2 separate regions of the Anas platyrhynchos genome follow, and region 1 is linked to region 2. A link is a contact called in public Hi-C data. All regions are on one chromosome and are shown on one strand. The core of a region is the stretch at or near the end of the contact, and the rest is flanking DNA. Distances in the headings are between cores, read along the strand shown.

Evidence for each region. Hi-C and Micro-C count contacts between places; a contact is called where the count stands out from the background.
Region 1: a Hi-C map of subcutaneous adipose tissue shows a contact between it and region 2, with 3 times the contacts expected there. The contact joins two enhancer-like sites. A contact is called at or near these places in 2 of 8 Hi-C or Micro-C datasets (skeletal muscle and subcutaneous adipose tissue).

What each region holds. Positions count from the first base shown.
Region 1 is chr7:27,141,261-27,148,072 of IASCAAS_PekinDuck_T2T, forward strand. No RefSeq gene overlaps it. Among named protein-coding and RNA genes, the nearest start is that of INO80D, 55 kb to the right of the region's middle. Within about 2 kb of position 2,166, at least 5 of the 8 cell types and tissues checked have an H3K27ac peak or open chromatin away from gene starts, as enhancers often do. A contact at or near this core is called in subcutaneous adipose tissue, where this site is marked.
Region 2 is chr7:26,705,236-26,711,600 of IASCAAS_PekinDuck_T2T, forward strand. PARD3B (par-3 family cell polarity regulator beta) reads left to right here. Exons shown (of 23, transcript XM_072041064.1): 3 at 3,949-4,017. Among named protein-coding and RNA genes, the nearest start is that of PARD3B, 80 kb to the left of the region's middle. Within about 2 kb of position 4,491, at least 1 of the 8 cell types and tissues checked has an H3K27ac peak or open chromatin away from gene starts, as enhancers often do. A contact at or near this core is called in subcutaneous adipose tissue, where this site is marked.

The DNA.
Region 1 (6,812 bases), core at 916-3,415, 430 kb after region 2:
GAGGCTGAAATACTCTTATCCCTGTTCACTAGGCCAAAGCAATTCTCTTAATGCCACTGAACCAGCCAGGGACCAGATCCCACACGTAGCATCATTGGCAGAGTCGCTACACGGACTCCCCCAGCAAGCAGCCAGGGGAATTGATCCTTGCTGCCCTGTCCTTCCACAGCCCCCTCCCACCCCACCCCACTCCCGTGTGGCACCCAGCCCCGCTCCTTCAGCCTCAGCTGCATGAGGGGCAAGGACGTCTGGGTGCAGAGCAGAGCTGAACTCCCCGCTGTGGCCTAGCAGAATGAAGGGTGGTCTCTGTACCACACAGCAAAGAGGAATCAAGGCTTTTTCCAGTAATCGGAAATATGACAAACCCTTCATTAAATTACTCTCCAGAAACTCGACTTCTGCTAGGCGAGGCTGCCACGCTGCGGCAAGCCCTCGAGGCCGTCGGCCAGCACAGCGCCCTGAGCTCCTTGCGCATCAGCTGAGTAAGTCCTTACTGCTTCCCGGCCTGTGTGTTGGGCCACGATAAGCAGCAATATCGCAGTGCTCAGCGTCGCCCGATAGCACAGCAAATCATTAGCGGAGGGTGAATCACTGCGAAAAGGCTGGCAGCTCCCTCATGCCCTGTGTGAATGCGCTGCTACTGCTGCAGCTGCTGGCGGCTTGGGGCCAGGCTGCACGTCCCTGCCCGTGACCACCAGCGTGTGGCCACAGCACGGTGGCAGGAGAAGGGTGGCCCCAGACAGACAGCGAGGTGTGCCCAAGCTGCACACCCATCCCAAACACCACAGCCAGCAGCCCTGCATCCCACCCACGTGGGGAGCAGAGGAAGGAGCCCCTTCCAGCTCCCCCATGCATTTCCCTTTAGTGTTCTGGCCAGTCATGAAGAAATATATTGCTTCATATATTTTCTTCAGTATTACCAAGTCCAAATCCTTGTGTTTGTCTTCTGCTGGCACAATAATTTAGAAATGTGTTGCTGCAGAGAGCCTCGCCTGCCTGCCAGCATCTCCCGCAGCGGCGCGCCAGCAGCAGGCAGGACTCCTCACAGCTCCTTCGCAAGCTGCTGGACCTCACCGAGCTTTCCTAGAGACACAGAGGGGACAGAGCCCCAGCTGAAGTAAACTGCTGTAATCTCATTGCTATTCCCTTGTTGTTGGTGGTTGGTTGTTTTTTGTTTGTTTGTTTTTATACTGGCCACCAATTTAGCCTGCTCATTCAGCAGCAATGCACAGCCTGTGGCTCCACTGTGTGGAAAAGCTGCTGCTTTCTCCCACCAAGGCAGAAACTGGTGTTACCTCCTCTGCCAGCAGGGATGGGAGGTGATGGCGGACTGATCCTGCAGCCTGGGAAGGACTCATAGAAAAAGAGAAGTGTGTGAGCAAAAACCCTTCATTGACACAACAGATCTCCTTACTGGGTCAGCCTGATGCTGCATCAGCACACTCAGATGGTGTGTGTAAAGAGATCCCACAGCTGGTTTGGGGTAACAGCCTCACCGGGCGGGTTTTGGGCTGCTCTTCTCACCCAGCTGCAGAAGGCCAGCACCAGACATGTCAGCCAGCACCACAGGCAGGGCTGTGCTTCCCACCACCAGCAGAAGACTCCCATTTCAGAAAACACCTCATGGCCTCCACGCTCATTTTCCCTGCTGCCAGAGATAAAGGCTGCCACGGATGTGCTTACAACTTTGATATTTTTTTTTTTCAAATCATTTGAGAAAGCATCTTGTCAGAGAACAGCTGGAAATGATTGTCCTAAGCACAGTTGGCTCAGCTGGCAGCCTTCAAAATACGGCCATTGTACCAAGAGTTTAACATGGAGAAGTTAATGGTCTGGCAGCGAGGCAGTAGATGGAAAGCCAACGCTGTCCTGGGGTCTTGCGGTCTGAGGTAACCCCACTCCCCATTACTTCGTGTGTGCGTGCTGTGCTGGCTGCAGGCAGGGGCAGCCAAGCGGTGGGGCAGTGGCCGGGGGCAGCCCACAGGGGACAGCTTCTTCCCTTCCTTCAGTTCCTCACAGAGACAGGAAGGCGAGTGCAATCAGCTTGGCGCGGATCTATTTACTATGAGCACATACGAAAGACTCACAACAGATCTCCTCCCCCACCTTTGGCAGGCAGCCTACGTGTTGGCAAGCAAAAGATGTTATCTTAAGGATACGCTGCAATACCCTGAGTCATGCTGGAAGCCTGAATCCGCGAGGAAGCCTGCTGCAGCCAAGGGCCTAGCGCAGGGACGCCATCTTCTTACCTATGGCTTGCGGGGCACACGCTCCGTGCCAGAGCACCGCGGGGCTGACAGACAGCAACACCTCACCACCAGCGGCTGGGAGATACGAGACCCGGGCCCCAGGCTGAGATGACAAGAGCACAGCTCCACCAGAGCCCTTTTGCTGATGTCCCTGGCTAAACCACACTGTCCCAGCAGAACCGCAGGGTGTGTGAGGCGGCTGCGGGGTCAGCCTCAGGAGCTGGGTTTGTGGGCTGGGGCACTCACAGAGGAACGAGGCAGCAGAGCTCAGCTGAAGTACATCAGTCGGGGAACTACCGCGTGGTTGGGCAACAGAGCATAGTGAGGAATATAAAAAGGCAAGAAATATCAAATGCAAAGCCCAGCATTAGCACAGCACTCAGCTTAGCAACTCCAGGACTCCAAGGAGAGGAACTTCAAGCCCTGAAGCAACTTTAAATGAGGAGAACTTGGCAGCCAAGAGCTTTAGGGGCATGCCCCCATCAGGCAAATTTGGACATGAGCATCAGAAACCTGAATATTTCCTGGGGGCAAGAGAGGACTCCCTCTCCTGGACTGTAAAGTTTTCTAGACGAGCAGGTATTGGCTCCTACTGTTTCAGTGATGGTCACATTTAGGAGTAGCCAGAGAACAGCACAAGCAGAGCCTCTGCGGGTGATGCTGTATACTGCAAGAGCCCTCAGCAAGCAGCAGAGCCCAGACCACAGAACACGTTTTCATCAAACAGTGCAGCAGCAAGTCCTCATGCATCCCTGGGCAGACAACTGGAGAAATGGTGCACCACGGAAATGCATTCAGGGGAAAAGGGGCACCCTGATGTGTGCGATAATAGAGCAGTCCCAGTGGGGCAGCATTTTGGGGTGAGATGGACACAAAATATATCACTGTCATCTACAAACTGTCAGATGGAATTAGCAGGTTTTGTGGCAGCTGCTAGCTACTGCACGTAGATGTATAGATCTTCAGGCCAAAGGATCAAATAAAATCATTTAATATGAACTCCTACAAGAACCAGGCCACAGAATCATGAGTCCATAATTTCTGCCTGACGCTGGGCATGTCTTTTAGGAAGATTTTCAATCTGGATGTAAAGATATTGAAGGATGCAGACTCTACAGTCCCTGAATACATTAGCAGATAACCTTAAGCAGTAACAAGGGAGATGTCACTTTTTTTGCCTGTCTTCAGCTTTCAGGCATTGTGTGTTGTTATGCCTTTGTCCTCCAAATTAAACAGCCCTCCGCCCCCATAAATCTCACTCCTAAATAAGTATTTCGAGATGATGATCAAGCCGCCTCCTAACCTTTCCTTTGTTACACTAAATTAGTTTAAACTTCCTTCACAACTCCCTCCAGGGACAGTTTTCCAGGCTCTGAACCTTCTGCTCCCTGCAGCAGCCTCCCTTTGGCTGCCTCCCCTCACTGCCTCTGCGGCGGGGCTGCCAGCGGCACTGTGATGAGGCAGGAAGCTGGGGCTGATGAAGTAAATCACACTGCTGGGTCAGGAAGCGGCTCCTGGTCATATCACTGGTGTTCAGAGGTCTCCAGAAACCACCTTGGTCCAGCACGGACAGGCTAAAGGCCAAACTTTGCTCCTCCGGCCCTGGTCTCTGCCTCTCGCCACCACCGTTACCCCCACGCCAGCCGGCACCAGGCAGCGCTGTGTGCAACCGAGTCTGCAAAGCAAATAATTAACAGCGGTAATTAACCTCTCTGCTTGCTTTTATGCAGTCCCATCAAAACTCTGGGGTGCTTTTGTTTACTTGCTGTGTGACAACAGCTTGATGGATTTATATGAAGAAAATTAATAAATAGGCAGTACCCACGGCAAGAAATAATTGGGAGGACTTAATGCCACTGATTAAATTACCCATTCAGAAACCAAGAGCTCTAGCTAAGCCCCCCTCCTTTCCCCTGCCTTTCCTCCCGCACCTCTGCACCTGGCGCCCTCGCAGCAGCCCTGCTCGCCCCTCGGCTCTGCACAGCCCTCTCCGTGTCCCCCATCCCCGTGTCCCCCAGCTCTGTGTGCCCCCATTTCCCTGTCCCCCCAGCCCTGTCCCCCAGCCCCGTGTCCCCCAGCCCCGTCTCCCGTGAGCCCCGAGCTCCCCCTAGCGGGGCCGGCCCCGCCGCTGACCCCCTCCCCGATGCCCACCCCGGGCAGCTCCTCCCGGCACCGCCGCGGGTTGCTCGGGACCTGGTGGCTGTGCAGGTGCGGTTCCCACATCTTGCCTGTGTTTTGTTTTCTCTGTATGCCAGGAGAAGGGAAGCACACGGATTCAAGGCGCAGGTGGGGTATTCAGGCACCGTTCTGCTCTGGAAACGGCAAGGTTTGGGCTTTGCACCCCATTGCCCATGGAGAATTAACAAATCCCTCCCTTCAGAAAAGGAAGGCCAGTTACTTCTGCCAGCACTGCATCCCGAGGGCCACACTATTTGCTGTTCCTATGGGGTCCTGAGTGCACACTTTGCATTTACCCCAAAGGGCGAGAGGAGCTGCCCAGGCACTGCTCCACGCTCCAGGTGGCTGCTAATGGGTGGGTCGGGTCTCCTTCAGGGCCGCGTCTTGGACACAGTCACCATCCCTGGAGGTCTTTAAAATAAGTTTAGATGTAGAGCTTAGGGATATGGTTTAGTGGAGGACTTGTTAGTGTTAGGTCAGAGGTTGGACTCGGTGATCTTGGAGGTCTCTTCCAACCTAGATGATTCTGTGATTCTGTGATTCTGTCTCCTTCTCCCACCATCTGATCCACGGTCTGGCTCCTTCCTCTATCCAGAGCTTCAAAAACAAGGTTCCAACCTAGAACATTGATGAGATTGGTCCTAAAAGTTAAAGAAAATAATGAGACTTGTGTTTACTTACCCTAAGCCTTACCCTGGGGCGAGAGTTTGGGTTTTTTCTCTCCAGCCACGAGATCAGCCCCTTTTTCCCTCCCTACAAGAGAACAGTGTTTCTCTCTTGGATCTCAGGGAAGGTCCAGCTGCTGGAAGGTCTGACGGCAGAGAAACCCACCTTGCTGTAGGATGGAGAAGAAATGCAACCAGCCTCTGTGTTTCTCCAGTTTTGTGTTGACATTTCTATTCCACGTTGCTCCTTATCAGCTCAGGGCCAGCCTGGCCCACAGGCAGCTGATGACATTTTCAGTCATCGGCATTTTTCCAGTTGAGCTGAGATTAAGCCAGAGTCTTCTCATATGGTGGATGGCTGAAAAAGCGCTAACAAGGGCCTCGTCCACAGCCGAGACAGTGCCGTGGTCTCGCAGTGCTCTCACTGCCACACATGTCGCGTTACAGAGCCGCAGCCACACACAGCACCTGTAGCTGGGAAGGGCACCACCAGCACACAGACCTCCAGTGAGGCAGAGACCTTGGCTTGCTGCTTCCATTGGTGAGTCAGCTGGATCCAGGCATCCCCAGGACATGGTTGTGGTCGCTGCCCATCTCTGAGGGGTGCGTGGGGACCCCCCAGGTCCTTAGCAAGAAGGGGAGCACAGAAAGCTGCTCACAAAGCCACTGGAGGGCAGGGTGAGAGCAAGAGCTGCTTTTTCAGCTGAGACCAGGACGCCAGGTGTTTGCACGGTGTGCCTGATGTCCACGGCCAGCATGTCTGCTGAGCAGATTGCAGCTGCTGGTGTGCTTACGATACGCACATGCATGAGGGCACAGGCCTGCGCTCCCAAATACCCGATTGTACTTGCAAATGAAGCCGCACGGTATCTAAGTGCACGTAATTTGCAGGTGCCGTCAATTTTCTCCACAGTCTGGTTTTAACTGCAGGCAAAAGAGTTGTCAACAGGAGAGTGCACCTGCGGGTTTGGAGGCTGGCTGAAAAAGCAGCAACAAAGGAGCAACCAAAGGCAGGACCAAGCAAGGCAGCCTGACAGAGCACATGGGAGAGCTGCATCAGCAGGACAGAGCTGATGCTGCTGGCAGAGCCGGACAGACACAGTGCCCTATCCCCAGAACAACCATGGGACTTGCTTACTTGACAGCCCGCTGACACTGGAAGTGCTGCTGGGGGGGTTGTCTTCTCACCTGAAGGAAAGCCAAGGTGAGAAATACCAAACAGGAGCTTTTTCATCACAAAGGAGGAAAAGAAATCTATCAGAAAGCAGCACGCTCATCCTGCAAAGCCTCACTCCCATCAGACTGTCATGGGGAAGTGCCAAGATATGTCCAAAGTGGAAAATGAGACAAGAAGCAGCTTGGAGAGGTTTGTGATGACTGAAAATGAGCTGCACGCTCACAACAGCGGCTGGGAAAGGTGGCACCCAGTGCCACCAGTGGGACTGGTTAAAAAAGTGAAGCTGAAACTTTCTCCAAAGTTCTTGGAGTGTGAAGGAAGGGGAGTAGCTGGGGGACCTGTTGCAAACTGATTGAAAACAAGGAAGAGGCTTCCTCTACTTGCAAATGGGATTTTGGCAACCACAGACAATCGCCTGCATCAGGGCAGCTGCTGGGAAAGGTAAGGATCTGCAGCTGTGCTTCAGAGGCTCGTGGAGTGAAGCAGCTCTGAAGGAAAAATGGGCAGCAGGGGAACCTTGGGCTGCAAAGGCAACGTCAGCTC
Region 2 (6,365 bases), core at 3,241-5,740:
TGAAATCAATTAAATATTTTGCATAGTGCTTAAACTCTCACAATAGCATTCTATTTTTCATTTTTAATTTTCCTTCTAGCTGTCATTTTGACTCTGTTTGGGGCAAGTGTGGACCGTATGCCCTTTGCAAGAAGGGAAGAAAAAAATACCTTCTGCATTCCAAATTTATGTGGTTTGAATATTGCAAAAGATGCTATCTTGACAGGTCCAGAGGCTGAGTTTCTATCTGTAGAAAACAGGCAGAACCCCAGGGAATGGAAGTGCAGAGTTTTCTTCTCCATGCAATGCTCATCTGCCCTGGAAGTGACTATCCTGAATGAGATAGCTCAGTCTTCAGTCTTCTGTAAGTTCACTACTGGCAGTAGACCATCAGCACTGACATCAATTATTGTCTGTGCTTGTCTGGAAGATTAAATTGTCATTGTTAGTTGCTCAGGAAGATAGGAGTTGCTCTTCTGGATCAGCTGTTCTTGTTTCTTTCTTATTTTTTTTTGTGTTCACATGAGTACAGTATTTAATATATTTGCCCCAATGATGCTGCAACACCGTTCATATGTTACAGGCGTGAAATACCGAGCAGGTGGCGCTTAAAAGTTGCGTAAGACTTGCTGTAACAGGATACTGAGTTAAGAGGGGATTCTGGGATTCTGTTTTATATCCTGATCCTAATCGAAGTAAGTCACTTTCCCTTGTTTTGGATTAAAGTGTTTGTAGCATTAGGTAGGTAGTGGTTGGTTGGTGTTAGGGTAAACATAGTTTTTACGAAGTTTTCATTTTTTAATGGAACAGATGTTCCATTAAACAATCAGATGTTTTCATCTGCATAGATTTCACATCCCACTTTAGCTTTAGAATCTGTTAGACTTTTAAGTATTTACAATAGTGAATGGAGTATAAAATGTTTAAAAAACTTTTAAAGAAATTCGGCAAGCTTGTCTAATGGTATTCAAACTTTGGAGTATTACAGATTATACAGTATCGCTGTATACTAATTATCTACAAATATCACAACACTGTACAACAGTCCTTCAGTGTTTAAATTTCTCTTGATTGATTTGGATTAATGCTGCTATTTTATGTGTCTTCCTTAGATTAGCCAAACCCTGACAATGCTGCTAGCTGAAGTGTTAAGCACCAGTTTCCATATTTAAGCATTTCAACATGGACAGTGTGATTTATTTATTTGTTTGTTTTTTTTTTTTTAAGGGAAGGAGAACAGTGGTTTGTGGAAATCCATGTAGTCTTGGGGCACTTCAGTCTTCTGAGCTCTGAGAATTTTCCAGGTGTGGTTACAGGTAGCTGACTTCAGCCAGTGAGTTTTCAAAGCCTGACATAATCATTAAGACTCAGCTTATGACCTCTCGTTCCTCCTTATTGAAGGTGGTTCTGTGATGCCATCCTGTCATAGGAGAGGTATTATAAGGAAGTTCTTATCAAAGAAATACGAGATGGGCTGAGTGTTTAAAAAAGAATAAAGCACTATAGTACTTTTTCCTGTATAAATGAGCACTCTCATCTGAGTAGAAAGCTGTAATTGGTGGGTGCTGACTCTGTCTTGTGTTCATGCCGTGTTCACCTCTGGGTGTAAGAGTGCATGCTGTAAACCTCTACTCCTGCAATTTTCTCTGTACCAGCAATTACAATTCAGTTGTTTGTAAAGAAAAAAGAAGAGGAAGTGGTATTTAGTAATGCTACAAAACGACATTCTCTTAAGTTAAAAATGGCAAAAAAAAAAAAAAAAAAAAGCAAATTTGAATAGAATTTCTTCATATGTTGTTTAGGAAAGAGAATACATACAGACCAGTACAGATAATTGGAGCTGCGGAGTTTGTCATCAGAAGTTGCAAAGGTATAGCTCTACAGTAAAGAGGCTTTGACAAGTGATTGCTTACTAGGTTGTAGTGGGCTTCAGTGTCGTTGGATTTTTTCCTCAGGCTCTTCTGTTGGGCCTCACAGTTAGGATGAACAGGCTTCTGTCTGCGCTTAAAAGAGAGGTTACAAACTAAATTACCTCAACTTTCAGTTACACTGAATGTTGAAGGGAATCCCCAATCTAGTTGAGGCAAAAGTTTTCCAGAATTTCTCTCACGTTGTTTTTGCATAGCTTCCTATTGTTAAAATTCTCAAGTATAAAAGCTACCTTAATAGGCCCATGGGGCTCTACTTATTTACTTGTCATCCACACCATAATGATGTTTCCTGGTTTTGTTTCTGTTTTCAAATAGTAAAGCAGAGTTCTTGTGCTTGCATTATTTTTTTTTTTCCCAGTTGCTGAATGATTCATTGCTGTATAGTCCGCTTTAGCTAGCTTAGAGATGCTAAGCTGCCACTCAGCGATGTTGTTGCTGAGGGCAGATGTGGGAAGCAGGGCACTGGCATAGCACCAGCCTCTGGGGTGGCAGCAACTGCATGCAAGACGGAAGCCCCAGCTGCTCTGTTTTCAGGCAGCATAACTGAGGCAGATGTGTGCTTGGCCACAAAGAGATGAAGACTATGTAAAGCTATATATCCCCACTTCTTCAGCGATATCCTAAATGGCACTTATCTCAGAGAGAAGAAACATTAAGCGTAGGTTTTCATACACTCGTGATTATTCCGTCCATGTGTTCTGAAGTTTCAGTTTCTTGCAAGCTGGCTTCATGCACACTGGAGTGAAATTTGTGATACAATGTCAGATTGCTTTCCAAGACATCTTAGAGGAGCACAGCTGGCTGCTGCATTGTCTGAAAAAGCAAAAAGATTGAAATACTGATGGGGACTTCGGGGTAGGGCAGTGTACGTGTGCAGAATGCTGCTATGAGTGAGTAGTGGGTCTTTTAATATGTATTGATGAAGGAAATGCAACGTATCATTTAAATGAGGTGTTTGATCTTGTTTTTCTTTAAATAATAGGACTAGAAAATATGAAAACTGGAATTTGTTCGTTGGCTATTTGTTTCCATTATGAAAGAGAAATAATAGAAAAGAGATAAAAATAGATGATCAGCAAAGTGGTTTAGTACTGCATAAGTACTCCTGCATTAATGTAGTGATAATGCCCTGTCTGGAGCAGGGAAGATGCTCAAAGGAAGAGTTAATGATACTTTATTAGTAGGTAGCTTTTACTTTGTATGCTCCTACTGTCAAGCTTGATTTTGGTTGTGATTATTTGTACTGTGTATTTCTTATGGAGCTGAAAAAAGCTGCAAGTCTTTCTAGCGCATGTGTGGGTACATGGTCGTTTCTGTTTCAACTCCCATCCTCATGAAATGTTCCGTGATCTACTCCTACCGAAGTTCTCTGGTTTCAGTGATGAATCCCTCCCTTGGTCATGAGACTTACTTGGTTTTAAATGATACTTAAAAAAGGAAAAATAAGTGTCCTTACTTGCTTTGTAATTTTGCTGGTTGATGGGCTGCACTCTCAGGATTGGAAGCATTTCTACAGAATCCAAAAATGTGACAAACTTCCTTCAAATCAAAGCTGGAAATGTCATCTCCTAGTATATGTCCCACAGCTGCAGTTTGAAGATAACATCAATTATCGTGAGATATGTACTAATGTGTTCTGGGAGCTGGCAACTCCTTGAGTTAAAAACTTCCTTCTGTCTCTTGTGACACTTTTCTGTGGGAGGGAGGAACTGGGTGGGAATCCTGAAGACTTCCTATCTTTGATGATGAAACACCCTAAAATTTAAAAATAAGAACTTTTTAAATTGCATATGTTTTTTTAAATATCAAATCTTACGCCATACTTTTGACTACTGGGCTTGAGCTTCTGGTATTTGGATGCTTGCAGTGCGATCCCTTTTTAGTAACAGTATTATCTAGAAGCATAAAAATTTTGTTCTGGTTTTAGTTTGGTTAAATTCATCTTTTATAAGGGTATTCATGAGAGGCAAGTGAACAGAGATCGCTTGGAATGGATCAACAGAGTTGTCATAGGTAGGTAATGTTTTTTTTCTTGCAGTGCTGTGTCTCTTTCACACTCCAGAAAAAGGATCACGGGCTTGTCAGAAGGCTGAAAACTCTCCAGCAGGTACCCACATGTGCACATAGGCTCTCGTTAACGAAATCCTGATGGGACTATAATGCTCTACAGATAATCTGGGTTTTTGTGTGCTGACCAGCTTTTCTTACTAATTTTTGGGAGATGGAGTACTAGCAACCTGCCTAGAGGCTGCTGCATGTCGTAAGGCTGGGAGCTTGGGCCCTTCGGCGTGGCTCTCGCTGGGCTTCTTGGTTGCCAGTACCAGATGACTTTGAGAAGGATCCTCGCCAGCCATATGCAAAGGCAGGCACAGTGCATGTCTAATTGGACACGTACTGATGTTGAGCAGGGATTTTGGTTTGCAGAGGGAGTGACAAGCCTGTGTGCTCACAATAATCAGTTAAACTGCACAGCGTTTTCTTTGCCTTAATAGGAAAAGATGTAGTGATTGTGTAACACTTCTTATATGCAGTAGAAATCCCAGCTGGAGATAAATTCTTCTCTGTGTAAAAAGGAAGGGTGTGGGCTATTACCTCCCTTCACCAGACTACTAGCTGCCTTGTCTTGCTGTATAGCTTCCAGCTGAGATTTTTTTTTTCTTGTGAATGTTCTCCTGCTTTAGTGCAGGGCATTCAGAATGGTGTAAAAATGAAGGCTGGTGTGTTCCTGTAGGACAGTGACTTAAAGGAGATTTTAAGTGTTTAATGTAGCTATAGGATGTCAGTAAAGTTGGATCTTCTTTGCTTCTGTCTCCTCTGAGTAGCTGCTGAAGCGCTCCACGCGTTTATGGAAGACAGCAAAACGCATGTTTTAAAAGCAATCGAGTGAAACTCATTGTTATTTTCAGAAACCTACGGCTGATGTTTAGCTGCACACCAATTACTTTCCCAAGGGCAGGTTATCTTTAAAATAAATAAATAAATTTGCATAACTCTGTAGGGAATAGGATAACTGATGTAATAATTACTTGGGAGCAGAGCCAGCATCCTGCAATTATTTTAAAGCACATGTGCTGCAATGTCTCTCTATATTGATATGCTTCTTGTGACATCCTTCTTCTGACACATTCAATTAATGTTTTATTATCTTCTTCCTATTTAAAAAATAAAAAAATAAAAATACAAAAACCAGTGACTGAGCTGGAAGCAAAATAGGCTGTTCACTTATTTAACAAGAATAGTTAAGTGGTTCTTTGAACCTTACTGGAAGTATCTTTGCTGAATGAGTTGACCTCATATCATTCAAGTTATTGATCATACATATGCCTGTGGTTGGCCGAGAGCAAACAGGTTGTGGTGTTTCCTTCAGTGAGAGAGACATAATTAGATGGATGTGATTGATTAGAATTTTCAAATTTGTCAAGTATCCTCATCTGCATTCCCCATGCACGCACGTGCCAGCTACAGAATGGGGCTGTTCCTATTCTTCCCCTTGAAATCATTTTGTTTCAAATGGTCCAAAAAGATGACTGCAAAATAACACCGCTTTCATGGAATCTGTATTTCTGCATGAATTGCATCTCTTGCTGCTTTTCTCTAATGTGTTGTCTGCTCTGACAATACAAATTTCTCTATCTGTTTAACTTGTTGTATTTGTTTTAGTCCTTTTTAGAGGCAGGTATGTCACTAAAGGAAAAGACGAAGCTGTGAAACTGACATAAAGCAGTTTGTGCTGGGTTTGAACTGCCAGCTAAGTGCCTCTAAAAAGTTGGAGGTACCTCACCAGTGTGAGGAGATCCAGAACTACCAGTGAGTGGCTGCTGTGCCATGTGTAGGGGACAATAACCATTGGACGCTCCTTAAAACTGCTTTTGGGCTCTTTTGAAGTGGCTGGTGGCTTGCAGCAGCACACAGATGAGGGTCTGTGGCCAGATGGTTTGTATGCACAGGCTGTCCTTGTCATTGCTGTCAGAAATGAACCTAGTGTGCTGTGCGCACTTGTGCAATGAGTGTGCCCAAAACAATACACAACAGCATGGCTACAAGTGCCACACGTGTGGAGCTCTGCATACGTGTTTGTGTCTGGCTGTAGAGAAGGTGATAACCTCAGCGGGGTGCTGAGAACTTTTTTCTGCTTGCTCAGTGAGAGGAGTTTACAACGAGAGCACCGTGACAATTTCAGTACTATGTTGTAGTCGTGGTAATTAATATTTAGCATGGTATCTAGTAATTTTCAGCTTCAGCGCACTTTACAAACATTAATTAATTGTCACAGCACCCCTGTGCAGTAGGTAAATGCCTTCTTTACTGCCATCTTATAGAGCATTCAGGAGCCCTGAGACTTGCAGGCTCGCTGGGTTTGACATACTGATCCGTAGCGTAATGTTTTGAAAAGGTCTTTGCTAAATTAGGAGAGTTTGTTATTAATTGTGGGTAAAAGCAAAGTTGTCACTGCAT